2 separate regions of the Mus musculus genome follow, and region 2 is linked to region 1. A link is a contact called in public HiChIP or PLAC-seq data. All regions are on one chromosome and are shown on one strand. The core of a region is the stretch at or near the end of the contact, and the rest is flanking DNA. Distances in the headings are between cores, read along the strand shown. Region 1 overlaps Ccdc124 (coiled-coil domain containing 124). Region 2 overlaps Unc13a (unc-13 homolog A).

Evidence for each region. HiChIP or PLAC-seq counts read pairs in DNA pulled down with a chosen protein or histone mark.
Region 2: a contact with region 1 is called in an H3K27ac HiChIP or PLAC-seq map of differentiating embryonic stem cells, with 5 times the contacts expected there. The contact joins two enhancer-like sites. A contact is called at or near these places in 3 of 39 promoter capture datasets (embryonic stem cells, hippocampal neurons and pre-B cells), 1 of 484 Hi-C or Micro-C datasets (B cells) and 6 of 115 datasets of contacts at active chromatin or transcription factors (differentiating embryonic stem cells, embryonic midbrain, embryonic stem cells and 2 more).

What each region holds. Positions count from the first base shown.
Region 1 is chr8:70,866,213-70,872,787 of GRCm38.p6, forward strand. It overlaps Ccdc124 (coiled-coil domain containing 124), which reads right to left. Exons shown (of 5, transcript NM_026964.3): 2 at 3,693-3,862; 3 at 2,721-2,895; 4 at 2,525-2,639; 5 at 2,015-2,433. The coding sequence starts at 3,851. The coding sequence ends at 2,229. Among named protein-coding and RNA genes, the nearest start is that of Ccdc124, 4.0 kb to the right of the region's middle. Within about 2 kb of position 3,464, at least 43 of the 459 cell types and tissues checked have an H3K27ac peak or open chromatin away from gene starts, as enhancers often do. A contact at or near this core is called in differentiating embryonic stem cells, where this site is marked.
Region 2 is chr8:71,650,488-71,657,062 of GRCm38.p6, forward strand. It overlaps Unc13a (unc-13 homolog A), which reads right to left. Exons shown (of 44, transcript NM_001029873.2): 12 at 5,768-5,814; 13 at 5,176-5,254; 14 at 5,016-5,021; 15 at 4,646-4,717; 16 at 4,317-4,536; 17 at 2,901-3,128; 18 at 2,031-2,172; 19 at 1,747-1,916; 20 at 1,466-1,581; 21 at 637-800; 22 at 40-190. Among named protein-coding and RNA genes, the nearest start is that of Unc13a, 18 kb to the right of the region's middle. Within about 2 kb of position 4,029, at least 35 of the 459 cell types and tissues checked have an H3K27ac peak or open chromatin away from gene starts, as enhancers often do. A contact at or near this core is called in differentiating embryonic stem cells, where this site is marked.

The sequences.
Region 1 (6,575 bases), core at 2,214-4,713:
CCTCCTGCTGGTTTCCTCCTGTCACCAGGAGAGTCCAACACGGGCCAGTGAGAGGTTCAATGGGTCGCCTTCTTTAGGGCGTTTATGCCTTTCCAGCGATGCCCTGCACCTTGTGACCAGCTCTGCGCCATTGGTGATCCTGGAACCTGGGTGTGGCAGTGAATTCTGGTACCAGCAGGAGGAGGAGGGAGAATAAGTTCAAGGTCAACCTTGGCTACATTCGACTCTGTCTCAAGCTAAGGTTTTTAGTTTTCAACGTTTATGTGTGTAGTGTTTTGTCTGAACACACATAGGTAGACACACCTAAGTAGATAAGTGTATATGCCACATGTGTATATGGTGCCCTTGGAGATCAAAGAGATCATTGAAGACGCTGGCACTGGAGTCACAGTTGTGAAGTACTTGTACCTACTGAACCAACTCTCTAGCTCCCTCAATTCTCTTTTTTGGGGGGTAGATGGGGTAGGGGGAATAAGATCTTTGTAGCCCAGGTTGACTCCTGCAGCAGCTTCACAGGAACACAAGATAACTTTGCTTAAGATCTTAGCAGCCACCCAGGTGGGATTCGAACACCTCTTTATGGGGAACTACCGGGACCTGTTTCCTAGAGGCACCTGGAGCTGCAAGCATGATGGGCTTTTTGTCCCAGCTGCTCTGTCACTGTAAGGTGAGGATACCATACGTGTATAGGAGACGACACATTCAGGTACATGGACCCCCGACTGCTGCCACGCCCCATGAGTGATGACTCCTCTGCCCCAGCCTCACCAAGGCTTCCAGGTCTTTTGCAGGGATACCAGGCACCCCCTGTTCCCAGGGCTGCCTCTTGGTGCGCTGCAGGACTTGTTCGGTTTAGTAGGCTTTTCTCCCCACGAGGCCTTTAAGACCATGTAGCCACCATAGAGCAAAGGGTGACCAGGAACTCCTGACTCTGCCTGGAGGCCTGGGGTGGCAGGCACGCGCCCCGTGCCCAGGTTAGGAATTTTTGACTTTCCAGTTGTGGGGCTGGAGTCACTCTACTAATCTGATGTATCTTGCTATACTTCCAGCCACATCCAGCATCAGTGTGTCACTCCCTTGGCATCAATGGCCCGTCCCTCTTGATTAGGTATAGGACTCTTTCACATTCTTCAAAGGCCCACTCCATGAAACTTATCCCTTCATCCCAGCCCCAGCCCTTGGGAGCAGGGGACACCTGCATCATTCCTGGTACAAGAAAAACGTCATGTGTGTCAGGTGTCAGTATTTTAGGACTTGATAAATCCCCACCCCCACGCCTACCCTTGTGCCTTAATTTCCCCATGACAGGCCTTTTTTTTTTTTTTTTTTTTTTTTTTTGGTTTCGAGACACGGTTTCTCTGTATAGCCCTGGCTGTCCTGGAACTACTCTGTAGACCAGGCTGGCCTCAAACTCAGAAATCCTCCTGCCTCTGCCTCCCGAGTGCTGGGGTTAAAGGTGTGCGCCACCACTGCACGGCGACAGGCCATCTTAATGTCCTATGATCAGGAGCAGAACATAAGTTCAGTGCCCGAGTCTGTTGAATACTAAGTTCTACATTCAGTACGTGCTGCTGATTGTCTGACCATTGCCTCTCAAAGGTGCTCACCAGCCATTTTCAGATGGGGACACTGCCAGGGTGCAAGCCAGCCGGCCTCACAATGTCATGCAGTTAGCGTTGCCCACAGGCTTATGGGTCTCTCTCCAGCTCCCTCTCAGCTCTTCAGTATTAATGCTGCTAGAAAAAGCAGCTCTGGGTTCAAAGCCTATACTCTTCTCCATCATGGCCAATGATCTTTACCAGACAGCCTCAGCCAGCCCCACACATTTGTGTTCCGTGTGTCAGCCTGGAGAAAACTGCCTTACACCTCAGGCTCAGGGTGGGCACCTGCAGCTCCACCGCTGCTGTGTGACTGACTTCAAGCCTCTCCAATCACCCTGCCCTATCCAGGGGGCGTGCAAGTCCAGCCCCTCCTGTCACCCTTGTGGGACCCACCACACATACAGACATGGGCCTCAGCCTCGCCACAGCCTTTATTGGGAGGGTACTCCACTGGGCTCTGCAGGGCTCACGGGGACTAGGATGTCAGAGCAGGGACCCTCTGGGTTGTTGAGGATGACCTATGGCGCAGCTGGGAGAATCCCAGGCCCGGAACTCTATGAATCCCTGGTCAGGCCTGGCTGGAGGGGGATGAGCTGACTCAGACAAGCTGGACTCAGCCTGGTTCTGTCACTTGGGCGCATTAAAGGGCAGGGCGCGCTGGTTCATCGGGTTGTCAGGGGAGCGCAACCACTCCTTCTTCAGCAGCTGCTTCAGTTGCGACAGCCGCATGTTGGGGTTCTCCTGCTTCAACCGTGGCAGTTGCACCTCCTCAAACGCGGTGAAGGCCGCTCGCATCCGGCGCTCAGGATGCCGGTCAGCTTCCTCAGCCACACTGCAAGTCAAGGAGTCAGGACCCAGACCTAAGTCCCGCCCCAACAAACTCTCCTCTTCAGGGCCCCGCCCACACAGCCCGCCCCGCCCACCTGAGCACTGCGATGGCGTCCTCCACAGTGCGCGCCTCCACGCTGCCCTCTTCCTGCAGGCGCCGGTTAAGGTTCTCTTCCAGTGGCAGCTCTAGGTGGCTCTTAGCCTTTTCCACTGTGGGTGACAGGGACAGAATATGAGAACGAGGCGTTGGCGCGAAGCCCTCGGGGGATTTGCCCCAGGCCACATGCACACCTGGCTCTGCCCGCTGCTCTCTCCGCAGCGAGTCCTCGATCTGTGCACGTGTGACCTTGGCGGGCGCCACACGTGGGGCCTTGCCGCCTTTGAGCCGTGAGTCTTCCTCCTCCAGCAGGCGCTGCGTCTCCTTCTTGCGCTCCAGCTGCTCCAGGCGTCGCTTCTCCTTCTCCTCCTGCAGGGGCAACAGGGGAAGGCTATGTAGACAGAAGCTGCCTGGGTGCCCAGGGTGGAACCCAAGAGGGCGCTGCTCCCTCCTTCCCTATCCCCCCAGGGCACCCTTGTACAAAAGGACCTGGGCAGCTAAAGTGCTTCACAAGGGTATTTCCATGTGCCTTTACCCCAAAGGCAGAGAGGAATGCCTATCTGGGGTCAAAATCAAAGGTGTTTGAAGGCAGCATCTTCCGGAGGCTCCTTTGCCTCAGCGCTATCTCGCTACATGGCTTTTGAATAGCACCCTGCCCTGTGGAATTCCTCCACTAGCTCTGAACATCCCACTCCCACTCTGTCTTCTGGGGACAGAGGGTCTGGGCAGGGTCGTGCACCAGGACAGCTCATCCCAAAAGAAGGTCATCAGTACTGAGAAAGACACACAGAATTCTGATCATGGTGCGAACCTGGAGTACCACCAAGCTGCAGGGGGAGCTGAGGCAGGTGGAGAGGCTGAGCCCGGGTGTTCCAGGCCAGCCTGGGTGATAGAAACAGAACAATGACCAACCCCCTGGATAGCAGGGCGAGGCCTGCTGTGGAGACAGGGTCTCTGTTGCCACCTAGTGGGCAGACACGTCAGCACCAAGCCCGAACCACTCCAGTACCAAGTAGGCACCTGGGGCTGGCTCAAGACAGGCCTCGGTCAGGAATGTCACAATAAGGTTGGAGACAAACACAGACCCACTTCAGCTAGCTTCTGAGTATGCATCCCTCCATGGCTACCTCGAGCCACCTTTCAACACCGAAGCCCATGCCGCCCACCTTGCGTTGCTCCTTCCGCATCACGTGTTTGTCCTCATCCTTCCAGTAAGCATCTTCCAGCTCCTTCTGTTTCTTGGCATCAGCGGCCGCCTTGGCTTCAGCCCTCCGTGCTCGGGCAGCTGCCGACTTGCTGTTCTCGCCCTGGAACTTCTTGGGCATCCCTCAGCAGGCTGCAGGAAGGACACCGTGGAGGGGCTGGACTGTGACTAGGACCCACCCATCTCCAAGACTTTACAGACTGCTTGCAAAAGCGATTTTTTAAAAAACAGGGTCTCATTATGTAGAGCAGGCTGGCCTGACATGATCCTGTCTGACCCTTGGACGCTATTAGGATAGCAAGGAGCAGCGAGTCCCTCAAGTCAGCATTTCCTCTCATTTTATTAACATATATAACAACTCTGTACCCACAAAACGTAGGCAGGGCCTCCACAGGGCGGAGGGAGCTCCACCTGAACCTCCACACTGGAGGACAGGGGCTCTAGCCCTGAGCCATGTCCTCACCCCTCCCTGGTGATTCTAGGAAGGGGCTCTACTGTTGTGTTTCTTCTGAGGCTTTTGAACAATTTTTTAAAAAAGATTTATTGCTGGGCGGTGGTGGCACACGCCTTTAATCCCAGCATTGGGAGGCAGAGGCAGGCGGGTTTCTGAGTTCAAGACCAGCCTGGTCTACAGAGTAAGTTCCAGGATAGCCAGGGTGTCTTGAAAAAATAATTAATTTTAAAAGATTTATTTATTTTATGTATGTGAGTACACTGTCGCTCTTCTCAGACACACCAGAAGAGGGCACCGGGTGCCATTGCAGATGGTTGTGAGCCACCATGTGGTTGATGGGAACTGAACTCAGGACCTTGTGCTCTTAACCACTGAGCCATCTCTCCAGCCTACTGAAATAATTTTTTTAAAACTATAATTACAACGTTGTGCAAAGACCAACACTGCGTACTCCAGAAGACTCCAATCCTATCAGCTGTCACTTCCGTTCCTTGCTCCAGCTCCTGAGCTACTTCCCCTCTGCCTGTCCCTGGAGGTATTTCCGGTTAACAGACTATTCACCATGTGGAATTCTGTCTGGCTGCTGTCACTCAGCACTGGGTTTTGTGTCGTGTCAGAGCCTCTGGTGGCATATGTTGTATGGAGCATATCTAACCGTCCACCAAGGTATGGGCTTTTACAAGTCACAGTGTACTGGAACCCTGCAAGGTGGGTGATGGCTGTTGGGGTGTCCTATTTTAGACTGTGTAGATGGGGGACACTCTGTGGCCTGTGAGCCTACACTGGACCCCACCAGATGAAAGGACACACAGCCAATGTGCCTGGAAGAGACATTGTAGTAGACTGACTCCACGGTAGGCCCCCAGAACCTCAACTGTGGGGTGCTCAGGCATCCCCAGGGTAAGTGACCAAACTGAGGAGTCTGGCCTTCAGGTGAGGGGAGCACCCCTGTTCCTGTCAGGTGTGGTGGTGTGTCCCTGGGAGGCTGAGGCATGGGGACCAGAAGTTTCAGGCCATCTTAGCTACACAAAGAAAGAACCACACCCAGCATGCACTGGCTCAAGGGCTGCAGCCCACTGGGCCTCAGACTTATGCACCGAGCTCCCGCCCAGTGCTTCAGAGTGAGGGAGACAGTTCTGAGTGGCCGGGGACCACCAGGGAATTCCCACCCTCAGGCCCTCTGTTCCCTCTACAGGAGACCCTGTGCATCCTATCAGGAGACACTCCCCACAGACAGCTCAGAGCATGCAAAGGTCCAGTGGCAGGAATGAGGCTGTGTGTTCATTGGGGTCCATGGAAGCTCTGGTGGGTGAGTGAGGGGTAGGAAAGAGGAGGGGGCAGGGCTGGGGACACACTCCTATCTGGCTTACAAAGTCCCATTCAGCTCCCGTGGGCACTGCTGGGTGTGAACACCATGTGGGCAGGGATCATGAGAGCAGGCTATGAGGCCAGTTCATGAAGGGTGAGGGCCCTGACTGGCTCCTAAGCACTGTCTGGCCTCAAATGGGCCATCAGACAAAGCGCAAGGAGGACCGTGGCAACTTGGGTCCCTGTGGTCAAGGCGCTCCTGTTGGCCTCAGTTTTCTCATAGGGATGCTGTGAATTCTGACCCCGTATCATGGGGTAGGCACCCCAGCTGGACCCCAAACAGTCCCTGACTCCCAAGCTCCTCACTAGGTCTTCCCTGTGAGAGGCACACCTGCCTCGTTTGAGCCTTCAAATACACCCACCAGCCCTGCCCTCAGGACCTCACACCCAGCCTGAAACTTTCCATCCTCCTGCCTCAGCAGGATGACAGGCATGCAGCATTATGCTGGGCTCATGTTTCTCTTCTAACCCAATAAACTCCTGCTGAAACTTCAGGGCAAGGCTGGCTGGGACTAGAGGCATGGCTGCCACGCTGGGACAGGTGGATACCTCTAAGCTCCAGGCCAGCCTAGGCCATACAGAGCATCCCTCAAGAAACAAACCAGGGTGCTGGTGAGATGGCTCAGTGGTTAAGAGCACTGACTGCTCTTCCAAAGGTCCTGAGTTCAAATCCCAGCAACCACATGGTGGCTCACAACCATCCGTAACAAAAATCTGATGCCCTCTTCTGGAGTGTCTGAAGACAGCTACAGTGTACACACATATAATAAATAAATCTTGAAAGAAAGAAAGAAAGAAAGAAAGAAAGAAAGAAAGAAAGAAAGAAAGAAAGAAAGAAAGAAAGAAAGAAAGAAAGAAAGAAAGAAAGAAAGAAAGAAAGAAAGAAAGAAAGAAAGAAAGGAAGAAAGAAAGAAAGAAAGAAAGAAAGAAAGAAAGAAACCAGTTCAGGTGTAGCACCAGAGAAGGCCGACCAAGAGCTCCTGACGTTCCCAGACCGGAAATTTCTCTTTAAGGCATTTGGTG
Region 2 (6,575 bases), core at 2,779-5,278, 780 kb after region 1:
ACCAAAGAAGTCTGTCCAGCCCTAGCCCCTGAGACTGACCCCGAAATTAGAGGCAGCGAAGCGGTCAGAGGCAGACACGTTGGTGGAGGCGGTGGTGTGTGCGTAGTAGGCGTTGATGTTGGCAAGCAGGGTGCTCATGACAGCGGGTACCCCAGGGCACATATACTTGGAGGAGAGGCAGGCAAAGTGGCTGGCGGGTGGAAGCAGAAGGCACTAGGTCTGAGAACCAAGATGTGGGGTCCCCAGAACTCCAAGACACCACCCTCTTCCTGTGTCCTTTCCCTCTGGCTCAGTCCTTTGAGTTTCTATGAAATGCCTGTGTCCTTTCTTCCATGACTTTGAATTTAAGTTTTCATCTTGTAGCCCGATGGTTTCCCACCCAGTATGTAGCCAAGGATGGTCCTGTGCTCCAGATCCTTTGGCCTCAGCCTGAATGCTGATGCCTCGGGTGCGCCCCTGCCTATCCCCATGCCCTCCTCTAGTTCTTGGCCAGTTGCCGCTTTTCTCACCTCTCCCTGGTTCTCTAGCCCCTACCTCCCAATAGCGGCATCCTGATAATCTCCCGGGATTGTGGTATACCCCCTTCCCCAGATCTGCCAGTGTCGCCTAGGCCCCGCCAACCCGCTGCTCCCTCACGTCATGGCTTGGTAGATGGACTCAACACCATAGCGCATGGCAAACTCATCCACGATCTCCTGGGCCGTCTCATCGTAGTAAACCTTCCAGGCGTCGTCACCCTTGGCATCGGGAATCTTCACCACACCATTGTTCTGCACGTCCGTCACAAAGTGGAACAGGTTCTGTACCAAGGAGACGTGGCATTGGGAATGGGGAAGAAGCTGACCTCAGCCAACCTTCCAGGCCCTTGCCCATCATCCTCCAGCACCCAGGTTCCACATGCGCACTAACACTCGTCCTTAGCCACACACCCATCCACCCACCACCTGAGTCCCCCCACAAATCGTATCCATTTCTTGCATTTCCATTTGTCCATCTGTCTGTCCACCTACCAATTTGTCTCCCCATCCACCAACCACTTTTCCGAGTATCCAACTATCCACAAATCCACCCAAGACCATTCAACATTCCGTGCACCCTTTGTCATCTACCTGATCTCTCAGCCATGCCCCAATTGCTCCCTAACTCTGTTGACCTTATTCTTTATTCCTCCAGTTAGTAATCCATACATCGAGTCACACTCATTTGAGAAGCTCCACTTAGGGACAGATTTCTCTGCAGAAGGCCAGGCAGGAGCAGGAGCGCTCAGCACTGGAGCCCAGCTACGAGTGCAGCCATGAGAGCTGGCTTGGAGGCCCACAGGAAGGGTCCCTGGATCGGGGCCTTGATGCAGAGTAGTGGTTTCTCAGGCAGAGGGGACTGTGTAAGGAACCACACAGTGTGTGGGGGAGGAAGGATGTGGTGATGAAGGAGCCAGCTGTATGCGTCTTGGTCCTGTTGGGCTCACCTCATGCAGACAGGTGTACTGGACATGGTAGGGCGCCACCTTCTCCTCCCCTTTGATCTCCACACTGATGTGAAGCCGGATGGCCCCCGACACCGCCGACTTGTCCGTTCTCTTGTCTGTGGTTATGAGGGAGGACATGAGGGGGGTCTCAGGGCAGCAGGTCTGATTCAATACACAGAAGCCTTGCGGCCTCCCTGACGCCCAGGGTCTCTCTTGTCCCGCATATCCTGGGCCATCTCTTTCTCCGACTTCAAGCCCCCCTAAGCTCTGCCCTCACTCACCCAGATTGTACCACACATCCATCTCGCCGCTAAGCGTCCGCACCTCGATGATTGTCTGCCCTAGGAAGTCATCAGACTCCCTCTTAAACCTTTGTTTCACACGGGATTTTATGTCGTCATCTTCATCCCAAACACGAACCTTGATCCGGTCAGAGGAGTTGTGACATTCACTGTGTAGGGAGTTAGACCGAAGGGCAGGCATCAGGCTGCTGCCCTGTGTCCAGTTTCAGAGGTCCCTAAAAACTAACCTAGAAGCAAGGCTGGGAACCCAGCCAGTTACTCACAAATGAAAATTCTCTTCCCACACTGGGTTGAGGTTCCCGTAGATGGTTTTTGTCCTTTTCTTGGTCTTCCCAACCTGGACGGTGACATAAGGGTCACTGGATCCTGTCTTGTCCTTGGCCTGCAAGCCCTGGGCACAGACCACTGAAAGACACACCACACACATGTGCTTTCAAGATGGGGGAACTTGCCAAAAGCAGTCACTAGCACGTGCCCCAGGAGATCTGTGACATGGGCCAGCCACGGCGACAGCCCAGCTAGTCTTGCTAGAGAGTTGCCACAGGGCTCCAAAGCTGATGCATCTACCCTTCCCATATATCCATTTACCCATCTGTCTCTCAGTCCACCCATTCATACAATAAATCCTGCAGCTACCCAACCTTCTATCCACCCACCTATCTATCCATCCACCATCCATCCATCCATCCCTCCCTCTCTCTCTCGTATTTTCCATCTACCCTGCCATCCTGCCACCTACCCACCTATCCAAGCCTTTATCCACTCATCCTTCCACCCACTACCCATCAACCTATCCACCCACCCTTCCATTCACCCACTCCTCTCTCCTATTGTCCACCTACCCATTCATCGATATGCTAGCTCCCTACTCATTCACTCACCACTCTTCCACCCATCTATCTATTGTCATCCATCCATCCATCCTCCCTCATACCCAAGCCTTAAACCTCATCCATCCACCTATCTATCCATCCAGCTACCCATCCATCACCCATCCACTTATGCACCATAGGTGGGACCACTCTCACATGCATGCTAGAGGCAGCTTCCCTGAGGTCCACCTCAAGCTGCAGCCCTCTCTCGGTTCCAGGCACCCCTCGGTTCTCTCCCCAGGGCTGTCTGTGCACGCACACCTGTGATGCTAATTTTGGCAGACCACTTGGATGTGCCGTCCAGCACACTCTGCTTGACAGCTTTCATCTGCTGTGTGTGTGCGCTCTTGGTGACCGCGAAGATCTCTTGGATAAGCTCGAAGATCTCAGGCTTGTTGCGCTCGCGGATCTTCATGCGGTCCTTCAGCACCATGATGATGTTCTGCGTGCGGTCTTCAGCGCCATGCTTGGAACTCTTCTCAGCCGCCCCTGAGTTGCAGATGTACTTGGCCTTAGTGACCAGCTGCTAGCTTCCAACCCTCCAACCCCGGCAGGTCACCAAAGCGCCCTACCCTCTGAGGCTACTCTGGATTGGCCACTCCTATGAGGTTCTCCTCACCTGGAATCTCCTTCCCTCCCAGGGCCCAGTCTCTTGAGACTCTCCCACCCTGAGTCTCTGCCCATCTTTAGGCCCTACCCTAGGCATTTCCCTGTCAGTCATACCCTGAATTTTCTGTCCACTGAGTCCTGCCCCAGACATCACGGTGAGTCATGCCTACACAGAGTCTCTACCTACCTACAAACCTAGTGCCAGCTGAGGGCACATCCCACTGAGATGCGGTCCTCCAAGCCACACCCTCTAGGACACACTGCATAAGGCCCCGTCCCCTCCAAGACTTCCTTGTCACTCACCTATCACCCTGTCTGAGCATCACAGCCTTCCTGCCAGGTGGGCATCCTTCCTCTCAAAGCCCTGCCCTGTTAGATCATCAGCACATTGGGACTCAGTCTCTTAGTCCCCTCCCCTCCTGAGGACCTCCTTTCTCTAAGGCAGGCAGAGTAGGAGGGCAGTCGCCTGTCTCACCCGAAAGCCCCTGTACAGACCAGCACCTGCTGCCTCTACCTCCTCAGCTTTTCTCCACTCCTGCAGCCTCATGGCCTGTCCCAGCTCATAAAATTCTCAACATTCCAATGCAGCCCCTTAATACAGTTCCTCATGTTGTAATGACCCACAATCAATTATTTGGTTGCTACTTCACAACTGTAATTTTGCTATAGTGTTACGAATCATAATGAAAATATGCAGGATATCTGATATGTTTGGGGTCGCGACCTACAAGTTGAGAACCACTTTGCAGAAACCTTGAGGAGCCCGGTCCTTAAGCTAAGCCCCGCCCACATAGCCATGCCTGTTGCCTTACCTCTGGCTCATTATACCAGTAGCATCTCCATTTCACCGCCAGAAGAACCCTGAGCTATTGCAGCCAGCGATTGAGGGCTTCCCCTCAGCCAAGCTGACCACGCAGCTCAACCTTCCCGGCCTGGTCCACTCCAGCCTGGTTCTTCCCCTCTGGTCTTGGGCCTCTACCTGTCCCTCACGGTGCAGGCGGTCTTGCTAACCCTGACCACACCCACCCGTCTCAGTCCCGCCCCTCAGTGCCTGGCCCCGCCCCTTACGCTGCAGGCAATCCGCATTGAGCAGGTCCTGGCACTTCTCGTGGCACTTAACGCCGCACTCGGTGCATCGCATGCCCTGCCGCGCGATGCCCCACAGCAGCCCCTCGCACTCATAGCAGTAGGTGGGCGTGGTGGCCGTCCACACCTCGAAATTGTGCGGCGTGGTGCAGGAGATGGGGTAGATTAAGGCTTGCAGGGTCTTCTTGTAAACGTGATTTTTCTGCAGAGGAACAAGGGCCGTATGTAACGCGGGAGTCTCGGACACCCCGGCTCCCCCCAACCCCCGCTCTTACATCATCGCGGAGTCCCTTCCCGAGCCCCCTACTCACCAGCTCTTCATTGTTCAACGTGCTGGAGGCCAAGGCCGAGGTGATGCCTGCCTTCCGAGACTGCACCAATGACTGTGGTGAGAAGGTCGCCAGTGAGTGCAGGCCACACAAGGGGAGTCTCGGTGCTGGGACTGGGGGCTGGGTCAGAAGGAATCCTGGGGGGCGAATTTCCCACACCCCTAAGGTGGGACTTGGGAGACACCCACTGAGCAAAACTCTCAGCTGGGTCGTGGTGAATAAAGGTAGCTCCCGAGTATGAGAACACCTGTTCTTCTCACCCATGAGCCTTAGCACCCACACAGGGGTGACAGCTGAAAGATCCCCCAATAAGCATGTCTGGGGAGAGACCCCCCCCATCTCCGTTACTCACCATAGCCTGAGGTCCAGGATGCAGGAGGGTGGAAATTAAGGTACATTAGTCTCAAGGACTGCCTGGGCAGTCCCCAGCCTCAGGGCCACCCTGGGCAGTGGTACAGGCCGTGCACTGCTCCTAGCAGTCCCACTCAGGGTGGGAGCATGGAGCTGCTCACCAGGTCGCTCACGAGGGGAATGGGCTTCCGTTTCCTGATGTCTGGCATGCTGTCAATGATGATAAGGCCACCACCAGGACTGCAAGATACACGGGGACATTGAGGGCCCAGTCTTGTGCCCCAGCCTTACACCCATCACTAGAGGTGCAGAACCCCCAACCTCCCCATGGGCTGAGAGTTCAACTGTCAGGCAAAGACAAACTCAAGCAAGCCTAGGAGTGTGACCTTTCTTTGGAATTCCGGCTCTCAGATGGGTAAGTTGGCATAGACTAGTACTCTTAACAAAAGAAAACAAAAAAAGACTGAGCCAGGTGATAGTGGCACATGCCTTTAGTCACAACTTTAAAGGCAAAGGCAGGCATATCTCTGTGAGTTCGAGGCCAGCCTGGTCTACAGAGTGAGTTCCCGGACAGTCAGGGCTACACAGAGAAACCTTTTCTCAAAAATAAATAATAAATAAATAACAACAAACTATTTTCTCCTCTCAATATGAGATCCTCTTGACATTCCACCCCTGTGTGAGCAACAGGTGTGAACCAACCTTGATCTCTGGTTTTAAAATATCCCCCCTTAACCAGGATGCACTGCTCACCCGCCTTTGAACCATAGAGACTTAGACATATCCCCTTCTCCTCGGGCCTGCAGGACAGACAGAAAACAGACACACTGGTCACCCCTCTATTCCTGAGGCAAGCTATTCACCCCCTTCTGTCTCCCACGTGGGTGAAGAATTGGGAAAGCCAGGTCCTACATCTCCCTGTGTAGCCCTGGGTTTTCTGGACCCTAGCCTGTAAAACAGTCTGCAAGAGGCAGAGAGCCTCTCTGTCAATCAAATCCATCGATTCTGAACACTTGACATCATTTTCCCCACTCAGTCTTGTTGCGCTCTCTCTCTCTCTCTCTCTCTCTCTCTCTCTCTCTCTCTCTCTCTCTCTCTCTCTCTCTCTCTCTCTCTCTCTCTCTGTGTGTGTGTGTGTGTGTGTGTCTGACCTGCAATCCCCCTGCCTCAGCCTCTCAAGTGCTGAGGAATGACTGCCCTGTGTCATCATATCCAGCTAAACATCTCTAATTTTTTGTTTGTTTGTTTGTTTTCGAGACAGGGTTTCTCTGTGTAGCCCTGGCTGTCCTTGAACTCACTCTGTAGACCAGGCTGGCCTCGGACTCAGAAATCCACCTGCCTCTGCCTCCCAAGTGCTGGGATTAAAGGCGTGCGCCACCACCGCCTGGTTCTAATTTTTTTTATTGTTTCATTTATTTACATTCCAAATGTTGCCCCCTTCCTGGTCCCCCCTCCAAGAGGTCTTTTCACCCCACCCCCACCCCTTTGCCTCTGAAAGGGTGCTCCCCATCCCACCCCTAAGCATCCCTAACTTAAATTTTTTATTATGATTATTTTTACG